Regions from separate parts of the Macaca mulatta genome. Here region 2 is linked to region 1. Evidence: chromatin contacts called from public Hi-C data. All regions are on one chromosome and are shown on one strand. The core of a region is the stretch at or near the end of the contact, and the rest is flanking DNA. Distances in the headings are between cores, read along the strand shown. Region 1 holds the start of MMP15 (matrix metallopeptidase 15). Region 2 holds the start of CFAP20 (cilia and flagella associated protein 20).

Region 1 (7,159 bases), core at 2,591-5,090:
GCTGTGCCAATCAGACCAGTTCTCGCTGGGTCTTGACACAGAGCATGGAGAGGAGTGATTTGCTACTAGCAAGAAAACAGAGTAAAAAGCAGAGACAAGAGGGAAGGGGGAGAAGATTCAGCTTCTGTAGATTCCCAATGACAAGGCCCCGCTATTAACCCCCTTTTCTTAGCTGGTGGACAAAGACAGCATCTGTAGTTTTGCTCTGTTAAAAGAAAGAGGAGACCAGTGGGGCCCGCCGGAGCCAGCATGGAAGTACTAGTAGAGACTGAAACGCAGGAAGCCCGAGACTGTGGCTCACCTGAAGGTCGAAATGAGAATTCACGCCGACCCCCCCAATCCCCCACCCCCCCGCTGCCTCATCTGCTCTGTGGCTGGGTAGGGGCTAGGAAGATACTCGTGGGCCTGTTCAGGAAGCGTGGGTGGATCTGTTTTGGTGGTGGTGGCACCACACCTGTGAACTCTGGCAGCCTGAGTCACCTCCACAGAGCAGGCCGAGGGCCTGAATTGTGCCTGGGAGGAGGAGGTAGGGGGAGACGGGTGAGATAAGAGCTCCCCTGGTGAACCTGGAGACTCTCAGCCCTGCAGGGCAGGAACAACAGTGGGCACCTCAGCCAGGTGGGGATCTGGCCCGGAATGACTACAGACTGGGACCGGACATCTAAGGGAGAATGTGGTATAGGGCAGGGCAGCTCAGTGGTGGGCTAGGGCCTGGCAGGTTGCAGGTGTTTCTCAGTTCCTAGCACATGCCAGGTTCCTTGATGTCTCAGCCTTGCGAAACTCCCGTGGCTTCCACCCTGGGAGGGGAGAAAGGAAGTGGAGAGGGGCTGGCCTTGGCTCAACTGCCAAGCTGCTCCGAGAAGGTCCCAGCCGTGACCCAGCTGGAGGCCTGAAGCTGTGCGGATGCTGGGGTGAGAATGAGAGAGCCAGCCCTTCTCTGAGGAAGGGAGGCTCGACACAGGGTGTAGGCCAGGCCCAGGAGTCTGAGGCCACAGCCTCCTGGCAGATGGGCTGGCTGCTGAGGCCATTTGACTCTTTGGGCCCACATGTGGCCAGACCTGATGGGACTCCAGAAGCAGCCTGTACCCAAAGCCAACTGTAGGAGCTGGGATACTCCACCTGTCTCTAGCCCTCTATCTGCATGGCTGCCAACATTCAGGGCTTCCTAAACCTTCCGGGGTCTCTTCCAGCCACTGCCCAGGTCCAACCAAAGTGTCTCCCCAGGAGTAGGGCTCCAGGACAGTCACAATCTCCAGATCAGGAGCACGGTCTGTGATAATGCAACCACAGCTTCTTCCCTGGCAGCACTGAGCTGTGGGCACTCCCTGAACTGGGGGGCTGGGGTAGGGGTGAGATGGAACCGGAAAAGCAGAAGAGAGAGAGAGTGAAGCCCCCTCCGACTACAGGTCCCTGCACCCCAGAGCAGCTCCTGGCCAGCTAGGGTGCCATTAGCAATGCACAGCCATCAAATTCCATCACTGCTTCCTATGTACAGACACCATCCCTAAGTAAATTAGAAACTCAAGGGTGGGATTATGACTTGAAATTCTTTGGCACTCCAGCCCAGAGTGGCAGGTGGGCCCAAACGGCACTCTCCGCCCAGTACTTGGGTCACTGGCTGAGGGGTAATCCTCACCAACAGGAACCCCCTAAAACTCCTGCCTGCCTGTGTGAATGGGGTGGGGGAGGGTGGCCAGACTGGGTTGGGGCGGGGCTCCTATCCTGCCTCCTGCCAGGGCCTGGCTCCTTGCAGCTCTCCCTGGCCTGGCCAGGGAGGGAGGACAGAGCAGGTGGGGAACTGGCTGGGACGTGTAACTCGAGCCCAGGAGGAATTCCCTGCCCTTCCTCTATGCTTTTATTAAAGTAGGGAGGGGAAGGGCAAGCTTCCATCGGAAAAATCTCCCAGGGAGCCCGGGGAGATGGGAAAGCCGCCGTGGGCCAGGGAGGGAGCACCAGCCCAGCTGCAAATAGAAACGGCGCTCCGGCCCGCAGCCCGGGCAGCCCAAGGGCACCAAGGCCTGAGCACCGTGCAGAAGCGGCTCCGGGTGGTTCTTTCTCCCTACTCCCGGCCCAATCCTCTCCCCGCCTATCTGGGGCAGGGAGCAGGTCTTAGAAGTCGGGGAAGAGAGGACCCTGCTCTTGCTCTGGGGCAACAGAGCTGGCGCCTTCAGTGTCCTCGCTCGGGAGACACCATGGAGCTGGGGCGCTGGCTGGACCCGGCTCTACGCCGGGATGCCGCGCCTGGTCACCCGCGGGAGCCATCCACAGCGGGGCCCCAGGAGGGACGCCAAGAGGGCTCCTAGCCAAAAGAGGCGCGGGGTCCACCCTCTCCCACCCGGGGCTTCGACGTAGGGGGGCTGTTGGAAGGAAGCGCTGTGGGAGGCAGGGTCCGTCCTTAGGACCCCGCCCGGGCGTGGCCAGGCTTCCTCGCAAGAGCGCAAGAAAGTAGCCAAAGCGCCCCCGCAACCCGAGTCCGCTGCCTCAGCTGTTTGCACCCATCCCCCCCGCATCCCGGCCCGCCGTGTGCGCCTCGCTATCACCCAGACGAGAGGCTACCTGGGCAGGAGCGCTGTTGCCCAGCTGCCCAGCTCCTGCTCCGCCTGTGGCTGTCCCCGAGAGCAGCCCCCTCCCCACTCGCAAAGAGCGCCACTGCGCGCCAGCCGGGCTCTCGAGGAATCGGCTGCCCTGGAGGGAAGGAAGGAGGGGAGGCAAGGGCTGGGGGCGGCGGAAGCGGCTCCCGGGACACAGGCTGAATGTGGGGGGACCGGGGTGGGGGCTCAGTGCCCAGAACAGGGCTGTACTCGGAGTAGCGGGGAGGCGCGAGCCCTGCGCCCTCCAGGGTTTGGGAAGAGGTGCGCTGCAGAGGGCGAGCTGGGGAGGGGCAGCCTGCCAAGTCCCCTTTCTTCCCCGCCACGGCCCAGAACAGGGGGCGCGTCTCCGCTCCCTCCACCTCCACGTCTCATGCTGCGGGCGTGGCGCCTCCCTCTCTAAGCCCCCAGCCCGCAGCCAAAGGGCAGGGCGGGGGTCTTACCTCGGCATGGACCTCTGCGTCTTCGGCCGCTACGCCAAGGCCCAGGCAGCCCAGAAGCACCAGGAGCAGCGGCAGCAGTCGCGGCCGCGCCGCCTCCTCCCAGTCGCCAAGGAGGCTGCCAGTCCAGCCCGGCCGTCCGGGCGCGCTCCGGTTGCTGCCCATGCTCTCGGCGCCCAGCCCGGCCCGGAACACTGCACGCCGGGTCCTCGCACGCGCCTTGGAAACTTGCGACGCTCCCTGGCTCCTGGCCCGGCGGGCGCGCCGCGCACCTCAGGCTCCCGGTCCCCGCTGGAGCCGCCTAGGTCGCCTCGGCAAATTCCCAAGCCCGAGGAGAAGCGGGCAGGGCAGGTCCGGGAGCTCGGAATCAGCGGGCGGGAAAGGGGGCCGGCCGGAGCTACCCCCCGCGGGGTCCCGCAGCCTTGGCGCCCAGAGCCTGGGGCCCGGCTCCCGAGAGCGAGCGCAACTCCAGAGCCTTTGTCTGGCTCAGCGCTCCGGCCGCCCGGTCCCGCGGCGCCCCCTGCGCGCCCAGCTCCCTCTGTCCATGCCCGGGGCCGGGCGCTGCCCGGAGCGCGTGCCTCCTGCCCAGGGATTCTGCTCGCCGCCGCGCCCGACCGGGCCCGGGTCCCCACGCAGTCCCGGGAGGAGGCGCAGGGAGCCCACCCGAGAGAGCGAGCGAGCAAACCAGCCAGCCAGCCAGCCAAGGAGCGGGCGCCCGACGTCCCCGGCGAGTTCAGCGCGGCTCCGGGCGCTCCCAGCCCTCCTCCCCGCGCGCCGCGGCCGCCGCGCTCTTAAAGGGCCAGCGTGCTCCCAGTGCGCGGACCCGGGCGGGGACCGGGGGCGGTGCCCCAGCCAGCGGCTTCTCACGAGCAGGTGCGGGCGGCCGAGGCCCGGCAGGTGGGCGGCCCATTTACTCTTCCCAGAGGGCGGGAAACGTCTCCAGCCCACCCCGCGTCACTCTCAACCCAGCGTCTGGGGGACAGGGGTGACCTCCAACGCGATCCCCCGTGGAGGGAGGAAGCAGGGAAGGCGTGGTCTCCCTGCCTGGGAGGAATGAAGACTCCTCCTTAGGGATCCTACCTGGTGGGTGGGGGTGATACTGAGGCTGAGGGGGACGGGAAGGAGGTCTTAGGGGAGGGACCAAAGAGTCGTTTTATATATATATATGGAAATTTGTCAGCCTGAAATCTCTTTTCAAAAGCCACAGGGTGTCTCTGGCCATTGAGTAACTTTCCTCATTATCAAAGTGAGGGTTTTGTGCGCGTCGAGGGCGCGTTGCGGCGGACAAGGGGCAGGTTTAGGAGGGACACGGTTCAAGTTCCGAGTCCGCCCATTAGCTGCAGCTTGCACGTGGGCAAATTAATCTCTCCGAGTCTCCATGTTCTTATCGGGAATGTGGGGCAAAGAGTTGGAGTGAGTGCGAGGTAAGGCTTCCGGTTCTTGGCCTGGCGCAATAGGTGCCCAAGCACTTTGGCCACTGGCTAGTGCGAGTGAAGTGCGACAGTGCGGCCCGACGCGGCGCGGGGCGGGTGGACACACCTCCCCGCGAAACTTAATGAGCTGGCGTTCATTCTATTCCGGAAGCAGCTTGAGGTCGGGGCGGGGTGGATGCAGGAGGCCAGAGCTGAGAGGCCCGGGTCGAAGGTCCACCGAGACCCGGGGGCCAGGCCAAGGGCAACCCTGGAGACTGACCGGCGTGGTCAGTGGGTGAGGGCGGCAGGCAGGAGGGCGGAGACCGTATTCCTTATCTTCAGACCCGGAAATGGAAGCTGTCCTCACCTGAGGGCGGTTTTCTCTAGAGCAGGCCCGCGGGGCACCCCAGCCGGCCTCACCTCCCGGAAACTGGAAATCAGGAGACCTGGCAGGGCGCCTTAGAGAGCGCGCATTTGAACCCTCCTGGGATGTCCTTGGGGAAAGGAAGTCGGAATTTAGAGAAAGGAACCGGGCAATTTCATCATTTCCACGGACTCACTTCTCTGTAGGATCCCTCATCTGGGAAGTGGGTTTCTAAATTCTCCACTTTGAAATTTGCTTTTGGGAAATGTGCAGTGGTCTTCAGACACAGACAACAGGGCTGTCCTTGTTTAACTGACCACGTTGCACTCTTTCATGATATTTAGTCCCGATTAGCCAATTTAAAAAAGTTTGGGGCTAGGAAAAGTGGCTCAAGCTTGTAATCCCAGCACTTTGGGAGGCCGAAGCGGCAGAATTGCTTTAGCCCAGGAGTTCAAGACCAACCTGGGCAACATGGCAAGACCCCATCTCTACAAAGAATACAAAAATTAGCCAGGCGTGTGTACATCTGTAGGCCCAGCTACTTGGGAGGCTGAGGTGGGAGGATCACTTGAGCCCAGGAGGTTGAGGCTGCAGTGAGCTATGATCATGCTGCTGCCCTTCAACCCAGCTGACTCAGAGCGAGACCCTGTCTTAAAAAAAAAAAAAAAAAAAAAAAGTTGGGGCTTAAGGGGCTATTAGTGAGAGGAGCCTAGGAATGAATGGAGCAACATTCTTAAAGGCCTGGGTCAGTCAAGTCTGGTGATTTTCTCTCTGTTGGAGGTTCCTCTCTTGGGGTCCAATCCTGCCTTAAGGAAATGACATCCCCTGTGACCATATCTTGAAGCTCCCAATTATTGGGTCTGGCTCCTATAGGTACTTTGGGAATCCAAGGTGGATTTGCATGTACATCCAACCCAAGATAGCTGGGTTTCTACTGGGTCTGGCCAGCACCCAAAGCCCAAAAGGACTAGTCAGTGGGACTGAGATGTGTGAACTCCAGCCCCTCCATCAAGAACTTTATTTATTTATTTATTTTTGAGACGGAGTCTTGCTCTGTCGCCCAGGCTGGAGTGCAGTGGCGCAATCTCGGCTCACTGCAAGCTCCGCCTCCCGGGTTCACGCCATTCTCCTGCCTCAGCCTCCCGAGTAGCTGGGACTACAGGCGCCCACAACCGCGCCTGGCTAATTTTTTGTATTTTTAGTAGAGACGGGGTTTCACCGTGGTCTCGATCTCCTGACCTTGTGATCCGCCCGCCTCGGCCTCCCAAAGTGCTGGGATTACAGGCGTGAGCCACCACGCCCGGCCATCAAGAACTTTAAACCTTATCCATATTTTGCCAATATCGTTTCATCTATGCCCTGACACCCCCGCCCACCAGCACACACCTTTTTTTTCTTAGTCTTTTGAATGAAAGCCCAGACATGGTGTTTCACAGCAGTTTCATTTAGAGGTCCTGATGTGGTGTGAGGGGTTGTAAAAAGCTCTGGATCAGAAGCCAGGTCCCTGGGTTTTTGCCTCAGCTGTAATTTACTGGGCAATCGGAGCAAGTTATTCCCCTCTTTGGGTTTGTTTCCTCGTTTGCGAAAGGAGAGTTCTGAGGTCGTAGGGGAGGTCTCCTGTTCGGTGAAGGAAAGTAGCTGTGGGCTGGAACTGGGCCCAGGACACCCCCTCCTCCAGCTCTCCCCTCCAGGGGCCCCTCAGGCGATGCACCCACCCAACACACCATCAAAGGTGAAGCAGGCCTTGGGACTCTTGGTGCCAAGACAAGGAATAAACAAACAAGCCAAGGTAATTTCCCTCTCCCTTGGAAACAAAGCTGGGGTGGTCTGGAGAGGCGCTGGAGAGTGCCAGGTGGAAATCAGCCAAACAGGCGTGAGATGATTTCCCTGCCCTGTGGGGAACATCTGAGGACACCGAGGCCAGATGTGTTGATTTTGTACTCTCCCTGGTGTGATAAAATCCTCATCAAGAGCATTTCTTTGGGCCAGCCTGCCTGGCGGGGACTGCAGCCTGCTCTGGTCTTCCCTGTGTCTCCAGAGTTGTCTCCGAGGTTTCTCCTCTTATGGAGAATCTCCTCTTATGGAAGAGCCCCGGCTGCTTCTGCACTGTCAGCGGGAGCGCTTGCTCAGCGGGCTCACTCTGCTCCAGAGGCACACTCAGTGTCTGGGTGCCCGCCAAGCTCCTGCCGCCAGCCTCCTCAGGCCCAGCCTGCCCACCCCTCCCCCTCAGCGAGGCTCCTGCTTCCTTCCTCCATTGCCACCTTCCATTCTCCATTGAGGAGCCGGTTATTGATCTTGGCCCATTTCTCAAAGTTGCTGCACTCAAATTCCATCCTCAGCACAGACGGACTCCCC
Region 2 (7,159 bases), core at 2,756-5,255, 110 kb before region 1:
ATGAATCCATGTGCACACCAGGAGGAGAGGATGAAAATGTTGTGGAGGATGTACTCAAACCAATGAGTTAATAAGGGGCTGTGAAATCTAAGCCAGGACAAAGGAAAGTGAGGATGTGACAGAGGTGAGGGAGTGTCCAACATAGGAGAGTAGTATGTTCAAAGTCCCAGTGATGTTGCGTAACTTGAGGCCTCAAGGACTCAGAACATGAGAAGGGAGCCTGAATAATAATAGGAAGGGGTAGTGGAGTGGGATGCTTGAGGGAGAGGTCTTTCCACAAGAGCAGGTAGCTGGGGTGGAGTGAAGTCCTGGGTCATCAAAAACAATGATAGGAGCTGGCGATGATGTGGAGAAATTGTAACTGTCATACATTGCTAGTGGAACTGGAAAATGATGCAGTCACTTTGGAAAACAATTTGGTAGTTTCTCAAAATGTTAAACATAGAATTGCCATAGGACCCAGTAATTTCACTCTTAGATATATCATATGTCATGATAAAGACTTATATGTGAATGTTCATAGCCACCTTATTTATTTATTGAGACAGAGTTTTGCTCTTGTCACCCAGGCTGGAGTGCAGCAGCACGATCTCAGCTCACTGCAACCTCTGCCTCCCGAGTTCAAGTGATTCTCCTGCCTCAGCCTTCTGAGTAGTTGGGATTACAGGCACATGCCACCATACCCAGCTAATTTTTGTATTTTTAGTAGAAACAGGGTTTCACCATGTTGGCCAGGCCAGTCTCAAACTCCTGGCCTCAAGTGATCCACCTGCCTCGGCCTCCCAAAGTGCTTGGATTACAGGCATGAGCCACTGCGCTCAGCCTCATAAGAGCCTTATTCTTTACAGTCAAAAAGTAGAAATGAGCCATATGTTTGTCAACTGATGAATGGATAAACAAAAATGTGGTACAGCCATACAGTGGAATGTCCTTTAGCAACAAAAGTGAATAGAGTCCTGATTGCTGCAGTGTGGATGAACCTTCCAAACATTATGCTAAGTGAAAGAAGACAGACACAAAAGACCACATTTTGTATAATTCTATTTAGATAAAATGTTCAGAAAAGGCAAATCTATCGGGACAGAAACTAGATGAGAGAGTCTTTTTCAAATGATGAAAGTTATGGAAAATTTGTGATGGTGTTTGCAGAATTCAATAAATATACGAAAAATCATTTTGCACTTAAAATGGGTGAGTTTTCTAGTAAGTAAATTACATCTCAATGAAGCTGTTGCACACATATCAGAAATAGTTGTTCATGAGAGCCATGGAGAGAGACAATGGGCCAGGCATTAAATATTCAAGAGATGACCCAGGGATCTGAGATGGCTGCAATGAGGGAGGGGTGGTGGGTAGTGGAGCCTGATGGTATGAGTTTAAAAGGAGCTGGGGGGTTTTGGAATGAGAGAGAGGCAATGGTCTGGGAGGAGATACGAAGAAAAAGGAGGACCTACATCCCACCTCTAGATCCAGTGGTTGAGGGGTACAAAGGAGAGCCTACCTCATTCTGTTTTTTGTTTTGTTTTGTTTTTGAGACGGAGTTTTGCTCTTGTTGCCCATGTTGGAGTGCAATGGCACGATCTCGCCTCACCGAAACCTCCGCCTCCTGGGTTGAAGCGATTCTCCGGCCTCAGCCTCCCGAGTATCTGGGATTACAGACATGTGCCATTACGCCCAGCTAATTTTGTATTTTTAGTCAAGATGGGGTTCCTCCATGTTGGTCAGGCTGGTCTTGAACTCCTGACCTCAGGTGATCCGCCTGCCTCAGCCTCCCAAAGTGCGGGGATTACAGGCGTGAGCCACCGCGCCCCGCCGCCTACCTCACTTTAAGAGGGTTGAAGGGAAAGCCCTGCCTTCTGGGAATAAGCAGACAAAATGGAGGAGGGAATGGTATGGGCAGGAAATTAGGTGGGAAAATGCTTACTTATGGGAAATGGCAAAGACCAACCTGACTGAATAGAGTATCAGTAAAGGAATGATATGACAGAAGCGGAGACATATTCATCCAGAGGAAACTCAAACTTCAGGCACCCTCACTTGCTTGGCCCTTCCAAGCACTTGGGAGGTGACTTAGCGATGTATTTAAGTGGTCCACATGGTTTTGTAAAATTTGTAAAGGTAAGCAGAGAATTTGGGTCTCATCAAAGCTGAGTCGGTGAATCTCTTCATAGGATATATTTTAAAAAGCTGAGTCAAAATGGAACTTCCCTCCCATCAGAAATAAAGGCAATAGTGCAGAGTATATAGTGATAGCTGAGCGTGGTGACTCACGCCTGTAATCCCAGCACTTTGGGAGACCAAGGCAGGTGGATTGCTTGAGCCGAGGAGTTCGAGACCAGCCCAGGCAACATAGCAAAACCCTCTATCTACAAAAAATACAAAAATTAGCTGGGTGTGGTGTGTGCACCTGTAGCCCCATCTACTGGGGAGGCTGAGGTGGGAGGATCGCTTGAGTCCAGGAGGGGAAAAAAAAAGGACTTTTCTTTTCCCTCTTTTATTATTTATTTGTTTGTTTGTTTGTTTGTTTGTTTAATTCTGAGACTGAGTCTCGCTCTGTCACCCAGGCTGGAGTGCAGTGGCCCGATTTCGGCTCACTGCAAGCTCCGCCTTCCAGGTTCACACCATTCTCCTGCCTCAGCCTCCCGAGTAGCTGGGACTACAGGCGCCAGCCACCACGCCCAGCTAAATTTTTTTGTATTTTTTAGAAGAGATGAGGTTTCACCGTGTTAGCCAGGATGGTCTCAATCTCCTGACCTTGTGATCTGCCCGCCTCGGCCTCCCAAAGTGCTGAGATTACAGGCGTGAGCCACCGCGCCCGGCCGTATTAATTTATTTTTATTTTTGTTCTTCAGAGACTGTGTTGCCCAGGCTGGAGTGCAGACCAGCCTGAGTTTGAGACCAGCCTGAGCAACATAGTGCAACCCTGTCTCTACAAAAAAAAAACTTAGGGAGGCATGGTGCCCTACACTTGTAGTCAGCTACTCTGGAGGCTGGGGTGGGAGGATTGGCTGAGCAGGAGAGGTCGAGGCTGCAGTGAGCCATGATTGCACCACTGCACTCCAGCCTAGGTGACAGAGCAAGATCCTGTCTCAAATATAAATAAATAAATAATAAAAATCAGTTGTTGGTTCAACTCAACTTTCTTAATTTTGTTTATTAATTTCTGCCTTTATCTTAATGTTCAGGATTATTTATTTATTTATTTGAGACTGGGTCTCGCTCTGTCGCCCAGACTGGAGTGCAGTGGCGTGGTCTCGGCTCACTGCAGCCTCTGCCTCCCGGGCTCAAGGGATCCTCCCACCTCAGACCCCCAAGTAGCTGGAATTACAGGCGCGCGCCACCATGCCCGGCTAATTTTTGTATTTTTTTGTAGAGGAAGGGTCTCGTTTTTTTGCCCAGGCTGGTCTTGAACTCCTGGACTCAAGCGATCCCCCTGCCCCGGCCTCCCAAAGCTCTGGGATTTCGGGCGTGAGCCACCGCGCCCGGCCTGGGCTTTCTTATTTTCTAATCAATGTATTTAAGGCGATACATTTTCCTCAGAGTGTCGCTTTGACTGCATGCCACAATGTGAATAATGACAGGCAGGAATGTATATTAGGCTCTCATTACAGTTAGTGCTCAATATTGGTTAGCTCCCTTTAACCTTATCCTGTACTTGGCGGACAAGCATTCGTTGGGCGTCCGTCCGACGCCAAGAAGCTCTTCAAAGCCACTTTCCCTGCCCAGCCTCTTTTCTCCCGCGCGGGCAACTCCAACCGGCCGGGCCGTCACGCCCCCTCACGTCACTCACCGCCCCGCCACGTTCCCATGACACCACGCAGGCGCCACCAACAAAGGCCCGAACCCTCCGTGCCCTTCCGCTTTTCCAAAGGCCTCTCTGCGACGACGGCAAGAAAAATAGTTCCTTGACAACTGAGCTCTTTCTCAGGAGAAGGCGGGACCAGGCGGGGCTTACAAGCGCAACGAAACGGAAGTCCGTGGTTCTTGTAACGGGATTGGACCCCGCGCTCCCAGGGGCGGGCTCAGATGGGCGGAGGGATTCGTTTTAAGCAACGGGCGGCCCTCCGCCTCCATTGAAGGCGGGGAAATACCGCGGCGCGGGCGGTAGTTGTTGTGGTTTCCGTTCTGAGCTCGCAGCTTAGGAGCTGAAGATCGCGGACTTAGCGTTCCCGCGTCCGAGTCCGGCCATCAGTGACTGCAGATCCGGAGGCCGGGAGCTCAACCACCCTTCTTCGGAACAGGGCCGGCCTGCTGCTGTGCCTTCGCCGCTCGGTGCCTGTATCTACTCCTGGGCCTAGCTCGGCTCCGGGGCGGCTTAGGAGAAGGCCGCCGGCGAGATGTTCAAAAATACGTTCCAGAGCGGCTTCCTCTCCATCCTCTACAGCATCGGCAGCAAGCCCCTGCAAATCTGGGACAAAAAGGTCGGGCTGGGGGCGGCGGCGGTGCGGGGTGGAGGGGCTACAACCCCTCCTCGTCTGGGGACTGGGGACGGGGAATGGTTGTGTCGAATTGGGGCCTGGGAGAGGCGGAGAGGACGCTGTGCCTTGTCCTCAGCCTGGCGGGACTGGGGCGCGAGGTGGGGGCGTCGTGTAAGCGGCGGAGGAGGTGAGGTGGTGCATGTGGGTGGGCGTGGCTGGGATCTAAGCGTCCTGCAGCTGTGGTGTGGTTAGGGCCACGACCCTTGCTGCTGACTTGACTTGGTCGGTCAGTCCCTTCTTTTGAGCCACTGTTTCCCCACCAATATAATGGGGTTGATGGTGCCCATCTCCTAGCATGAAATGCACGAACTTACTTGAGGGAGCTTCGTGGATGTACAGATGAAAGTACCTGCTATTCACGGATTCCAAATATTTACTGATATCCTGTTTTGTGCCAGGCACGGTACTGGGCGCTAGACACAGAGCCTTTGTTCAGGCACCCTTACAGAGGCGCCGACAGAAAAGCTCCGGCCAAGCCAGTGATGTTTAAATTTCATTCGTTTGCTCCCTTCCTCCCACTGATCCCAAATAAGTCAGAATTCAGTGGCCCTTGGCACCTGCTCCACACTCACTGTGACTTGCCTGTACTATGCCCTCGGTGCCTGATTTCTCCATCAGGAAAACTGCAGAATGCTGACAGTCAAAGTCTTGTTTGGATTAATAAACTCAGAGCCAAGTACAGGCCTCATCTTTATTCCGGCATCCACTAGATGATACTGTGTTTGGCCCCACGAGATGATGAGTCTATTTTTTGCAGATGTGAAGAAAGATCTAGCTGTCTATGAATTGGTCTGCATTTTATTACTTTGGTATTTCGTTCTTCATGCAAATTCCCAGGCAATCAGCTGTACTATTTCTTGAATATAAGTTACGGGAGGCACTCCAGTGTGGAATTTCAGTCATATTCTTAGTACTTCTCTCTGGGAGAATGTCGAGTGTGGGTATGATGAATGCTGCTTTTTATAGAGATGCATGTGGAATAATCTCAGCAGGGTTTATTGGTAATGAAGCCAAGAATTTTGGATTTTATCTCGGAACAAGCCTCTGTATTCCCTTATCCACAGATGAGAGCTATGGGCCACATAAAGTTGGGAGAGAACATGGGCAGCTTTCTGCCTGTCACCACCAACTCTGCGTTCTGAGGGCAGCTTTGAGGATGGTGTGTTCATAGTGTTACTTTCATAAGATAGTTGAAAAATCTGAATATAATGAAGTTGGGCCTTCGTGTATGTAAAATCTGCCCATCTCTTCTCTTTCAGATGATTCTATCCACAAGCTAGAGCTAGTGCCGGAGTACAGGACAGCAGTTCCTTAATGTTGCTGCCTTACTGAGGTTTTTGGTTTCATGGTTTTTTTCACAATGGAATAAAGCATCGTAAACTGTAAATTGCGTCTGTACAAAGAGAGCCCGGGGTGCCTGGGAACTTTGTAAGGAGATTGGTTTCCCAGCTGTCGCTTGACTCAGTTATGGGCTGTCAGAAGGCATCAAGAGAGGGGAGCCCTCTGTGCCAGTGGAATTTGGAAACTGAATTGTAACAAAGTGTCAGTATAAGGCAATTGAAATCGGGAATGGGACTTGACCTAGGAGGAGAGGTTTTCAGAGCAGATCAGAGAACTTACTAAAGCTCAAAGAATTCCTGTAGTAGGGAGGCCTCAGAATTTCTGTTAGGAAACTTGTATCAGTTTTCCATTTTAACCCTTCTGGGCTTGATCTTGTGTGCTGTGTTTTAGTTTTCAAATGTGGCTTTTTGACTGGTCAACATGTTTACCCAAGAATATAAAAGCAAAGTAACCACGGTGCACTGTGTCCCTTAACAACGCCACTAGAGGTTGGATGGTACCCTGATGACATAAACACGTGTGAAAACATTGTTAAATCCATTGGCAGGGTTACTTGGAGTAAATTAAAGAGACATTTTGGCAAAACCTTTAGAACATTCATTTCAAGCAAAATCTTCACAATGGTAAAAGTTAATTTTGTGTTTCTAACTCTTATTTAGACTCAATTGAAAAATGTTTAGGACTGAGGTTTTGTTCGCCTCTTGGGGCAAGGGAAGGAAAGAGAAGAAAAAAAGTTTGGGGCCATATCCCTCAGCTTTGTCGTGTGTGCTTTTTCTCAGCTATAAGTCCTCAGAAAGTGCTGGAAATTCAATCCAGTAAGGGGAATGCTGGGAATTGATGTACTTATTAAAGATTTATTGAGCGACAGCTGAGTGACAGGCTTTGTGTAGACTTGGGAAGATAGAGAAAACATTTTTCCTGCTCCCAGGGACTAAGGCAAAGTTGTAATAAGGACAGAGTTTGTGGGGAGTTGAGGACTGTCTACATTTAGCTAGACATGGCCTTGACTTTTGCCACTAGGTATATATTGACTGTGGTGCCTATTTATAGTTATTTTATTTCCAGAAAACTTTACTGTTTTCTTTCCTGAGTATATATAGAGAGAATTTCTGTTTGGTTTCTTTGAAGAATCTTGAGAAATTTGGTTTGACTGTTGTTTAGGCTCTGTGTCTGTGTAGAAGTGAGCACTGTATTCACAGTACCAGTGAATTTGCAAGCTTCCCTTTTTATGAGGATGGCTTGCTCATTCGTGTTTGTAACACCTGCAATTTATTTGACACTCTGAAGCTCACAGCCCCTCCCCTCCATCTCATCCTTCGGATCTCAACTTAAACATTCCT

Evidence for each region. A called contact is a pair of places that touch in the nucleus more often than the background predicts.
Region 2: a Hi-C map of liver shows a contact between it and region 1, with 4 times the contacts expected there. The contact joins the promoter of CFAP20 here to the promoter of MMP15 in region 1. A contact is called at or near these places in 5 of 14 Hi-C or Micro-C datasets (cortical neurons, fetal cortex germinal zone, fetal cortical plate and 2 more).

The regions. Positions count from the first base shown.
Region 1 is chr20:53,639,517-53,646,675 of T2T-MMU8v2.0, reverse strand. MMP15 (matrix metallopeptidase 15) reads right to left here and starts at 3,840. Exons shown (of 10, transcript XM_001101050.5): 1 at 3,032-3,840. The coding sequence starts at 3,193. LOC144337766 reads left to right here and starts at 3,192. Exons shown (of 3, transcript XM_077984765.1): 1 at 3,192-3,901; 2 at 6,496-6,593. The coding sequence starts at 3,192.
Region 2 is chr20:53,745,391-53,752,549 of T2T-MMU8v2.0, reverse strand. It overlaps CFAP20 (cilia and flagella associated protein 20), which reads left to right and starts at 4,005. Exons shown (of 6, transcript NM_001194181.1): 1 at 4,005-4,421. The coding sequence starts at 4,338. LOC144338062 (a long non-coding RNA gene) reads left to right here and starts at 7,119. Exons shown (of 2, transcript XR_013411835.1): 1 at 7,119-7,159.